3 separate regions of the Mus musculus genome follow, and all the other regions are linked to region 2. A link is a contact called in public Hi-C data. All regions are on one chromosome and are shown on one strand. Each heading gives the region's core, a stretch centred on a gene start, on an enhancer-like site or on the middle of the called end of the contact. The rest is flanking DNA. Distances are from core to core; before and after follow the strand shown. Region 1 has its middle 16 kb from the start of Gm29872. Region 2 overlaps Gm51502 (predicted gene, 51502). Region 3 overlaps Gm29872 (a long non-coding RNA gene).

Region 1 (3,089 bases), core at 179-2,678, 350 kb after region 2:
GACCTTTGAAAAACTGCCTTAGAGCAACAAGCCCACATGTGGAGCCCAACACCCACTCCGACCCAGCTGCCAACTCTTGATGACCCCATTCTTTCAAAATTCTCCTGGGTCCATCTCAGGCCCAGATGATCTGGTCTACAAGGTCCCAGGTGCCTGGTTCACACAGGAGGCATCTCACCAACCATTTTAGGTACCCATCTTGTGCTTCTGAGAGCAAGCTCTGGTGCCCAGTGATGGGGATAAGTCGTTGGGTCATGGTGGTTTCTGGAGGAAGGTGTGGATTCATTGACACTACCATGATGTATATTGCCAGCTACCACCTCAGCAGTCTCAGGGGTGAAACTACTTTTCCACATGGAATTATAATATGTTGTAATGACAAAACCTTTTCTTAGAGCCTGCTGCATATGGCAAGTGAATGCTGACTGTGAAATGGCACCGTTCTGCAGTTCTCCTGACATCTCCAGAATAGTCACCAATAAAAGTTGCTATTTATGCGTGCCCTACTGGTGACACTATTAAATCTTTTGGCTGCTCTGTTTGGGGAAGGTTACAGGCTGAAAGCGGCATGAATTGGAACCGTGTCTAAGTTGGAATTTTATCTGGCACGGTTTGGCTTAAACTTGGATGGCTAACCTTCAGGTTTTACTCATGCTGGAATATTCCGTAGAGGGCTCACTGCTGTGTGGCATTTTTTTTAAAGTGTGTATATGAAATAGGAAAAACTTAGGCAGCCTGCCGACACATGTGTTGTGCTTGGAAGGAGATCCTCCAAACTTGGGGGATGAAAAGGAGACCTCATTTATTAGCATTTCAAAACTCGTCTGGGCCACGGAGTGGGTAAACAAGGCACCCATGATTAATCGAAACAGCAAAAGCAGATTTTGTTTATTAGCTCCCTAAAGTATCCATTGTACTGTTTTTTTGTAATAGTTCAGATAATTTTTTTATTCCCTACCCTTCAGAAATGACAAAGAAAAATCTATTTCTTGGCTGAAGTAATCTCAGATAAATTAACATCATTTTTCATACACATTCGTTTGGGGGGACTTGAAACTGTAGCATAAGCTATTGATTTCATTATTTGAATTAAGTTGAAGGAATCCTACAGCTGTTTGCTGTCAGATTTTAAGTCCACTGTCCATCTTCAGCTGGCCATTTAATCTACATTTCACCTGGAGACCAGAGCAGGTTTTAATATAAAAAGTGCACATATTCGGGAAACATATGCTGCAAGCTCTTCAGAAGCCCAAGAGTAGCAGAAAGCTAACAATTAGCAGTTTTGTTTTCCTGAGTATACACGGTTCAAGTTGAAAGTTTTTCTTGGGCTGTTTCCAAAAACTCCAATTCCTCCTTTCTTGACCCTTTTGGAGTTTGGAACGGCTGAAGCCCGTTGCCTTGCATAAGAGTGTCAGGCGGAGAATAAAAAATTACACCACATCATTTTTCACCGTGGCCAGATGAGGGCTGAGCGGAAGAACAAGGAACAGGAAGGAATGAGCATCTGAAAAATTGGCTCTGCAAGCTGGAATGTGATTCTGCTCCAAGGGGCCACCCCGCCCCCCCTGCAGAACGGGCAGGTTGTAGACAGATCTGGGTCTTAGCCTGCCACCCCAAGGGCCCCAGTGTCAAGAAACCGTGATAGAATACTGTTCATTTATGCAACATCTGTAACACATACAGCAAATTATTAATAGCTCAATATGCCAATCTGCCACTGTTCGCTTTTGACATAGTAGGGGCCAGGAGCACGGAAGTTTGGCAGCTTGGAAACGAAAGCGGTGCTCCTGGTGAAAATTAAATACAGGTGCTCGGGGTTTGTGTACTGGAATGTGAAAGTGAACACCATGGCCTGATGGAGGCGGACCAAAAAAAAAAAAAAAAAAAAAAAAAAAAAAAAAAAAGGCAGTTCTCGCTGTCCAGGCGAAAGGTTAATATTCTTCGTTGCAGAGGACCTGGGCACCAGTGTGATTTATACCTTGTGTCATTTGACTCTATTGTCCTCGATTGTAGAGGTACCGTGAAGAGGTGGGCATGCTACTTGTACCAAGGAGGACACTGAGGGCTGGAGTGGAGACTCAGTGCTTACAAAGTTGGCAGCGTGGAGCCAGGATATGGGGGCTGTTTGTTGTTCCTGTGGACTAAGAGAACCAAAGCTTCCTCTCTTCCAGGGCAGCCTTTCCACCTTAGTTTCTCTATACTTTTGTGTTTAACCAGTAATAAGCTTTTGTCAGTTTCTTGTTATCTAGTATAGCAGTTTTGTCTCTGTTTTGTTTTGTTTTGTTTCCCATAGAGTATCACTCATCTGAATTTCTTGACCCTGGATCCATTCGTGAGGATCTGAGTTTGGGGCAGCTTGGTAAGGTTCTGTAGGCAGACAAGGCTAAGCTCCCTGGCGTGGTATTCTAGTAGTTTCCCTTGGCTTTACTACATAGCTCAGTTACCTTTGTGCCACCATGCCTGTCAGGAACAACTGTGAGCAGTGATCTGTATTGGCTGTTTTAGAGGGTTCCACGAATGGTTGCCTGCCTCTTTATTATACTTGGGGAGAACATCATGGTGGCAGAAGTCTGTGGTATAGGGGCTTCCTCACTTCACAACAGAAAGGAAGTAGAGAGCAGGAGAGTCAGGAAGGGGCCAGTCCTCCTAAGGATGCTGTGACCCTCCTTCAGTTCAGTGCTACCTCCAAAAGTTCTCAGAATCACCAAAACAGCACCATTCTCTGAACACTGAGCTTCCCAACACAGAGCCATTTTAGGAGACCATTTCACATTCAAACCAGGGCATTGGCCTTATAAACCATTTCACTGTGACACACTGAACCCTGTGAGACTAGAGAGAAGTGCACCCCACTAGGGCACCACCCCAGTCTGAACTAAAAGCATATCTGGCGACACTCTGGCCTCCCCACTTTTATTTTCATCTCCCCTGTCTTTCCTGCTTTGGTGAGAAGAGTGTACAATGTTCGACCTGCCCTGTGGCTAAAGCTGAAGCTTCCATTATCGTAACTAGGGCATCCTGCCTTCCTGGGACTATAGGATTGTCTTACATAGCTCAACTCTTTCTCCTCAACCTCTTCAGCTTCTGCT
Region 2 (3,274 bases), core at 203-2,702:
ATCTCAAAACTAAAAGAAAAAAGTAAATATTTTTTTGAGCATTAAGCCACAATGGACAAGCAGCCAGAGAAAGAATTTTCAAAAATTCAGGAAACACTTGAGAGGTAAAGCCAACATCCTGAGACAGAAGACAGGCCAGTTTTTGACACCAGGTCGGACCTAAGAGAGGCCTAAAACCCCCCAGCCAGGAAGTGCATGCCCGGGGTCAGGGCCCCTGAGACAGGAGAGCTCACCAGTATCCACGCACCACCGAAACCAACAGGCCTTGTCATGGGAAATTGGTTGAAAATGTGCTGACCCGCATAAAACTTTTATTAGAATCCGACAGCAGAAGGAGGACCTTCCAAGGATTCACAGGTTGGGAGAGCTGAGGAGAAAGTGTGTAGCCAGACTCAGAACCCTGGATTTCCTTTTGGTGGCCCTGCTGTCCCTTTGGGACTGGGTGCATCTGGGGTCTAAGAGCCTCTCAGAGCTCCTGGAGGCTTTCAAGCCATAGTCCTTACAGTCTCCACACTGTGCCATCGAGGCCAGGATTGGGACATTATGTCCTGCACCCCAACATCACTGGAATGGAGGGTGGAAGTGCAACACCCCCATACCCCCGACTCCTGCTGAGCTCCTGGGCAGGCAGACTTTCTAAAAAGGGAAAAGGGACATAAATCAGGAAATTAAAAAAAAAAAGTTTCTGCACATTTTCAAAACCCACGTTGCGTTCTCTGAGGTCCTTTTCATTTTAACCAAATCAGGGGGAACTTGTCCTCACAGCGGCAAGGCAGATGGAACGATAAATCACAGGCGCTGTTGACTGCCTGCAGTGCACTCTCCGCAGCTGTCACTTTTTGTCTCTTTGGTTTTAGCTGACATGGTTTGAGGTCCACTGTGAACCGATCTGGACTTTTTTTTTTTAATATTTTTTTTTTTTTTACAGTCATATCCATCAAAACGACCAGTGGCCACCAGCCCTTTACGGCTATTGATCGAGTGGCCCTTGCCCCCTCCAACCCAGTGCCATCCTGCTCTTAGGTGAATCTGGGTGGGGGGTGCGCCTCGTTCTCGTGGATTTTCTTCTTTCTTTTCTTTTTTTATTTTCTTTTTTTTTCTTTCTTTTTTTTCTTTTTTCTTTTTCTTTTTCTTTCTTTTTTTTTTTTTTTTTTTTTTGGCCTCCAGCTACAGCTGTGATTTTCTGAGCAGTCTTGGCTCCTGTTATTAAAGTTGCATCGGGCTAGAAGCGAGCAAAGCAGATAACAGCCGCTGTACAGCCGAGCTGGGAAGCCCGGCAGCCTGGTTCGTGTTGTTGTGTTTTTAAGTGCGTGGACGCGCGGGCAGAGGCTCGGAGTTTCCAACTCGTTGCTTATTTTGCAGAGTAAACAAGCAAATGTTATGTGCATAACCTTAGCTGTCTCGCTAAAGGTCAGAGCGCCCCGGCTCATTTCCCCGGCTGCCTTTTGGGGGCACTCTGATGCCAGGGATTTCTTTGGGTGTCGGAGAAACAACATGAGCTCGGCTAACAAAGACTCATTTTACAAAGCTGCAAAACAAAAACATTGATTACATTTGAACCCGAGTGCGCTAGTTTGCTTCCCTGTGCGAAACGCACACCCACCCACGCAGGAGCGCAAAACGGCCAGTGGCTGGAGCCCAAGGGCCTGGAGGCCAAGGGGCAGCTTGAAGACCACTTGGAGAAGATTCCCTGGGGCCGGCCTCTAAGACAGAGGCCCTGGACAGATCTGGGTTCTCTGGCCATGGAGTTGCCTTTCAGAAGCCGGTTTCAAGTTTCCCTTAGCATTGTGTTTTCTACCAAGGCTCCACTTCACTTCAAAGTCCCTGTGAGTGCTCTCATTTAAGCCTTGGTAATTTCACAATTGTACACTGGCAATACCAAACAACAAAAAACAAAACAAAACAAAACAAACAAAATACAATCAGTAGGTGGGCATAGGGACCTTAGCTCAAAGATACACAATTAACAACAACCAGAATAAGAAAAAAAAAAAAAAAAAAGACTGCTTTTAAAAAAAATCCCCAGTTAGGTCAGGTTAAATTTATTATATTCTTTTATAGCTGAACTCTATAGTTTTGACGTGAGGCGACAGCTGAAATGTACCAGAGACCTTTGGAATTTCAGTACTATATATTATAAAGAGGAAGGAAATACGGTTGTGCAATCAGAAGCTAGGTGCTTGTCTTAATATGTTCAAGGAAAAATAATTTTAATTTTTGGAATTATTATTATACCTTTTTTTTCTCTTTTTAAATTATGGAGTGAAGTACGAGAAAAGCAGGGCCTGTAACATAGTGACTAGACAAAAACATTGGCTCTGTCAGAAAATTTCAGATTGCTACAGTAAGATGACTGGAAGATGAGGCTCCTGCTTTTACATGAACCACTAAGTTGGGCTAGCGTGCTACTCTGGATGTCTAAAGACTGCTTTTGTTTGGGTGATTTTTCGGCTGAGTGTGTCTGGGCTTGGGGTTCGAACCTGAAATTTATGCAAAGGGGTCAAGGGCCATCTCTCTGCTCAAAGTTCAATTCCAAGTGGGGAGAATTATTTTCCAGTAAAATTATTCCACATTGAGAAGAGTGGGTCTGTCTTTTAGGTTCTCCTATTTAGCTTAGCCATTGGAAAACAAATAGATTGAATATAGAATCTATGCAGGAAACTGTGTCCAGCTCCAAGAGCCTTGTGCTGGGTCAGGTGTCTACAGAGAATTTTGTAAGTCTCTAACTCCTGAACCATCAGAATAAAGAGTGTGTGTCCCTAAAGTCCTGCTCAGACCCTTTGCAGATGCCTCTGCCCGGGATCATGCCCGGAGCTCAGAAGCTCAGCATCGCTTTCTGCTGTCTTGTCACTATTGTTCTGACACAGAAACAAACTATCAGGCTGCTGTTGCCCCTCAGAAGGGCTAGGGTACCACTCTCTGTAACATTGTGGGCGTGCTGCCTTCCAAAGATTCACCTAGCTTCTAGGTAAACAAGCTGTATGACTTCAGGAGACAGAAGTTGTGTTCAGACACAGGTGGAGAAAAGACAACATAAACTGAAGAAAAAAAAAAAAAAGCCAAAAAACCCGAAAGCACAACACAAAGAAGTCAGACAAGAAAAGATGAAACAAACCTTTATAGAGAAAGACTGCATTTCTTTGTGCTTGCTAGTTTGGAATGAGTGGGAATCTGCCAGAAGTGGCTAGTTATCAAAATACAGAGGCGGACTCTTCAAAGACAAGTGTCTGGAGCCCCAGAATGTTTGTATATGACTACAAGAAATTAATTCCCT
Region 3 (3,406 bases), core at 439-2,938, 320 kb after region 2:
AATTATTAGCCTTACACCGACTGTCCTCATGTAGCGGGGGTGATTCCTCACCATTCTGTGACACTCAGAGACGGCTTCAGGACACACAGCATTACCATAATTTTTCCGACTGGAGTTCTCCTAGGACTTTGGATGTAGTCCCTTCTCTTCCTTTTAATTGCCTAGGCTGCATCCTTAATTAAAAGCTGTACAAATGGATTTTATGCCATGCCAAAAGAAATCCGAGTTCATTAGTCATAAAACCTTTTAAAAATTGATGCAAACATGCGGATTCCTTAAAAGTTTGAGCTCAAAGTCCTCATTTCACAGAGAAGTTTCTTTCTACCTAGAGAATACAAAGTCAACACAAATTAGGTTTTTTAAAAACTTGGTTCTTGGACGAGGTTGTTTTCTGTGGGTTTATGCTTCTAGTTTTATGTTTTCCTTTCCTTTTTCCCCTTGTACAGTGAGGTTCATTTTAAATGCAGACACAGAAGAGGTTTGTGGGTGGGCAATTCCTGTTGACCTTTTCTCCCCGGGTTTTGCCAAGAAAGCTCATAATCCTTTTAATAATTTTTCTTATTAAGTCACAATTACATCATCTTCAACAACAATAGAAGTCAAATGTGCCAGCCCACAGCATCAAGGCAAATCTTATCTGAACATGCTGTTTGTCTTGCTATGGATTCTCAAATTTAAGTAATTTTACTTTAAATGTTGTTTAAAAGCCATCCTTCCCCTCCCCCTCCTCTGTGTGTGTGTGTGTGAGTGTGTGTGTGTGACTGTGTGAGTGTGTGTGTGTGAGTGTGTGAGTGTGTGTGTGTGTGTGTGAGTGTGTGTGTGTGAGTGTGTGTGTGTGAGTGTGTGTGTATGTGTGTGTGTGTGAGTGTGTGTGTGTGTGTGAGTGTGTGTGTGTGTGAGTGTGTGAGTGTGTGTGTGTGTGTGTGTGTGTGTGTGTGTGTGTGTAGGCTAGGAGACAGCTTCAGCTATCAGGGTCCTGTGTTTGCAAGGGTGAGAGCTCACTGACTTCACAGTCTCTTCAGTCTCAGTCCTGCATATTTCATGGGCAACACGGGTCCTAAAGCAGCCAGAAGAGGCTGATGGAGAAATGGTCTCCACTCCTCAAGGGAAGAGCTTCCAGGTCCCATTGCAAAGGCCTGGATCCTAGAATTTTAAAGATTATGACTGTTTCTGTCTTTTAATACAACTGTCTAATTGAGATAAAGTTCACAAAGACACAATCCACCCAGTTGGTTTCTCAGATATCCTCAGAGTGGTGTGGCTGGCTATCTTCATGGTCTAGATGTATTGTCTTAACCACAGAATGAAACTCCATAGCCTTTATCAAGCATGTCCTGCTGTTACCTCCAACACGGGCTCATACATCCATGCGCATACACATATCTTCCTGTCCCAGCCTAGGGAAAGGCTTAGCTGCTCTCCCTCTCTGCAGGCTGAAGGAAGGATTGCAGCTAGTGTTTGCAACCCATCTACTCATGTATCCTCAAGCTGACATGAAACACACTCTATGAGCAACAGAAACAGAGCATGCATCTAGTCGGATGGGTGGCTTCATTTTTTATTTCTGTGACACTGGTGGAGCAGACAAGGCTGATGAAGGGGTGGCAGGAGCAGGAGGTGCACCCCCAACTCAAGGCTTCCAGGATGTGGAAATTTCCAGGAAATGACTACCTTCTGCAGGAATGCCGTGTGACTAGTCTATCCCTGCACGGTTTCCTAGGGCGAGACAATTGGCTTCAGCTGAGGAGGCCCTGGCCCACATCTTTGCGTAAAAACTGCAATAACTTCTAGGTTAAGAAAAGTTCAGCTGTGTTTTTCTCCCCTTCCCCTTCTGTTCCCTCTGTTCCTCTCCATCTGCAAGTGAAACCCGGAGTGTTGAAATGTTACAAGAGGGGAAAGAGATGTTCTCATGGTATTTCTGATCCAAGCGGAAGCAGAAAGTGCCAAGGAGTCTCTGGAGAACGCTGCTTCCCCATGCTTCTCAGCTGTACTTTTACAGGCCCACAAGCTTAGGAAAAAGACTTCACCAGAGTCCGGATGGATACTGTTGGCTTTGTGCTTGCTTGTGGAGGAACCCTCCTGTTCTTTGGCAGCTCAGCTATCAGAGTTTCCACGGGTCCTAAGAGCTAAAACGTTTCCCTGTGATTAGAATACAGTGTTCAGAAAACACCGTGAGATGGGGAATGAAAACCTGGTGTTTCTCTAAATAGAATTACTTCAAAGACATCTTCATAAGTGTTGTTTATCCAGAAATTCATTTGGATCCAGTTGAGAAAAATCGGCAATTTGATAGACTGGACTTCTGATTCATTCAGCAGTGTGTGGCAATCCTAACTTCCTGCCCAGTTGGTATACCTGCTTCTGGACGTCAGACAGGAAACAGAGATCAGCCAGGAGAAACGTGTAAATGTGACCCTTTGCACCAGGGAAACAGCTGGAGATGGGCATAGCCATGGGTCTGAGGAGCTGCTGGGATAACCGACATGGGTCTTCAGGGATCACCCTGGGACTGTCTTCCAGAATGCTCCCTCTGAGAACTGTCCTGCTTCAAATGGAGGAGAGCAGAAGCCAGGCAAACTCAGAGATAGGGGTGGGAGAATGAAGGGGAGCAAGGGACAAATAAGGAAGGATACAGAAAAAGGAGGAAGGAAAGGAAAGGAGAGGAGGGGAGAGTAAAAGAGGAGAAAGAATCAGGAGTGAGAAAGGATGCAGAAGAGCTAGAGGAGGGAGGTGAGAAAGGATCGGGGAGGGAGAGACAGAGATAACCCGGTCTATGCATACCCAACTGCCCCTCCCCAGCACAGTGAGTCACATTTGTTTCTGCTCATCTTGCCAGAACTATTAAAGAAATGGAGGAGAGAAAAAGGAGGGAGGGAAGAAAAGATGAATGTTCAACCTGGCGTCTTGGCGTTAGTCTGTGGGGAAACAGCAAAACTGAGAACACAGGGAAGCCAGCGAGGAGGGAGCAGTTCTCTGCCAAGACAGCCTTTTCTCTGTAAAGCTTTTGTTCCTTCCAAGGTGCCATAAAGCATGAAAGGAAACTAAAGGATGAGCTAGAATGTCCTTCCTTTCAGATCTTTCTTTTGCTGTTGACTTTGGTTCCGGGCTCCATACCCTGCTTTCTTGGCTCTGGGCTCCTTCTCCGCCGTCTCAGGGGCGGTGAATAGAGTTTATCAGGCAGGAGCGGGCTTGTAGTGAGCCATCCAGGTAATAATGTACACCGACTGCGTTTGTGTGGATTCTTTTACACCCTGCAAAGCGACATCTTGTCTTGGACTTCTCCATAGCAAAGACTTACTCGAGACTATTCTGCAGAATCTTGGAACTAAAGCGTCCTTTAGGACCCACACAGTGTAATTGTCCGACCATGTGCCAGAAAAAAAGTGCAATACACCAACCTTCTTGA

What was found. Hi-C and Micro-C count contacts between places; a contact is called where the count stands out from the background.
Region 1: a Hi-C map of uterus shows a contact between it and region 2. The contact joins two enhancer-like sites. A contact is called at or near these places in 6 of 484 Hi-C or Micro-C datasets (cerebral cortex, stem cell-derived neural stem cells and uterus), 2 of 115 datasets of contacts at active chromatin or transcription factors (bone marrow-derived macrophages and embryonic limb bud) and 2 of 9 other capture datasets (embryonic tail and embryonic trunk).
Region 3: a contact with region 2 is called in a Hi-C map of uterus, with 5 times the contacts expected there. The contact joins two enhancer-like sites. A contact is called at or near these places in 4 of 484 Hi-C or Micro-C datasets (brain, cortical neurons and uterus).

The regions. Positions count from the first base shown.
Region 1 is chr7:136,404,948-136,408,036 of GRCm38.p6, forward strand. No RefSeq gene overlaps it. Among named protein-coding and RNA genes, the nearest start is that of Gm29872, 16 kb to the left of the region's middle. Within about 2 kb of position 1,429, at least 27 of the 459 cell types and tissues checked have an H3K27ac peak or open chromatin away from gene starts, as enhancers often do. A contact at or near this core is called in uterus, where this site is marked.
Region 2 is chr7:136,059,294-136,062,567 of GRCm38.p6, forward strand. All of the region lies in intron 1 of Gm51502 (predicted gene, 51502), which reads left to right. Among named protein-coding and RNA genes, the nearest start is that of Gm51502, 13 kb to the left of the region's middle. Within about 2 kb of position 1,453, at least 56 of the 459 cell types and tissues checked have an H3K27ac peak or open chromatin away from gene starts, as enhancers often do. A contact at or near this core is called in uterus, where this site is marked.
Region 3 is chr7:136,376,088-136,379,493 of GRCm38.p6, forward strand. All of the region lies in intron 4 of Gm29872 (a long non-coding RNA gene), which reads right to left. Among named protein-coding and RNA genes, the nearest start is that of Gm29872, 13 kb to the right of the region's middle. Within about 2 kb of position 1,689, at least 30 of the 459 cell types and tissues checked have an H3K27ac peak or open chromatin away from gene starts, as enhancers often do. A contact at or near this core is called in uterus, where this site is marked.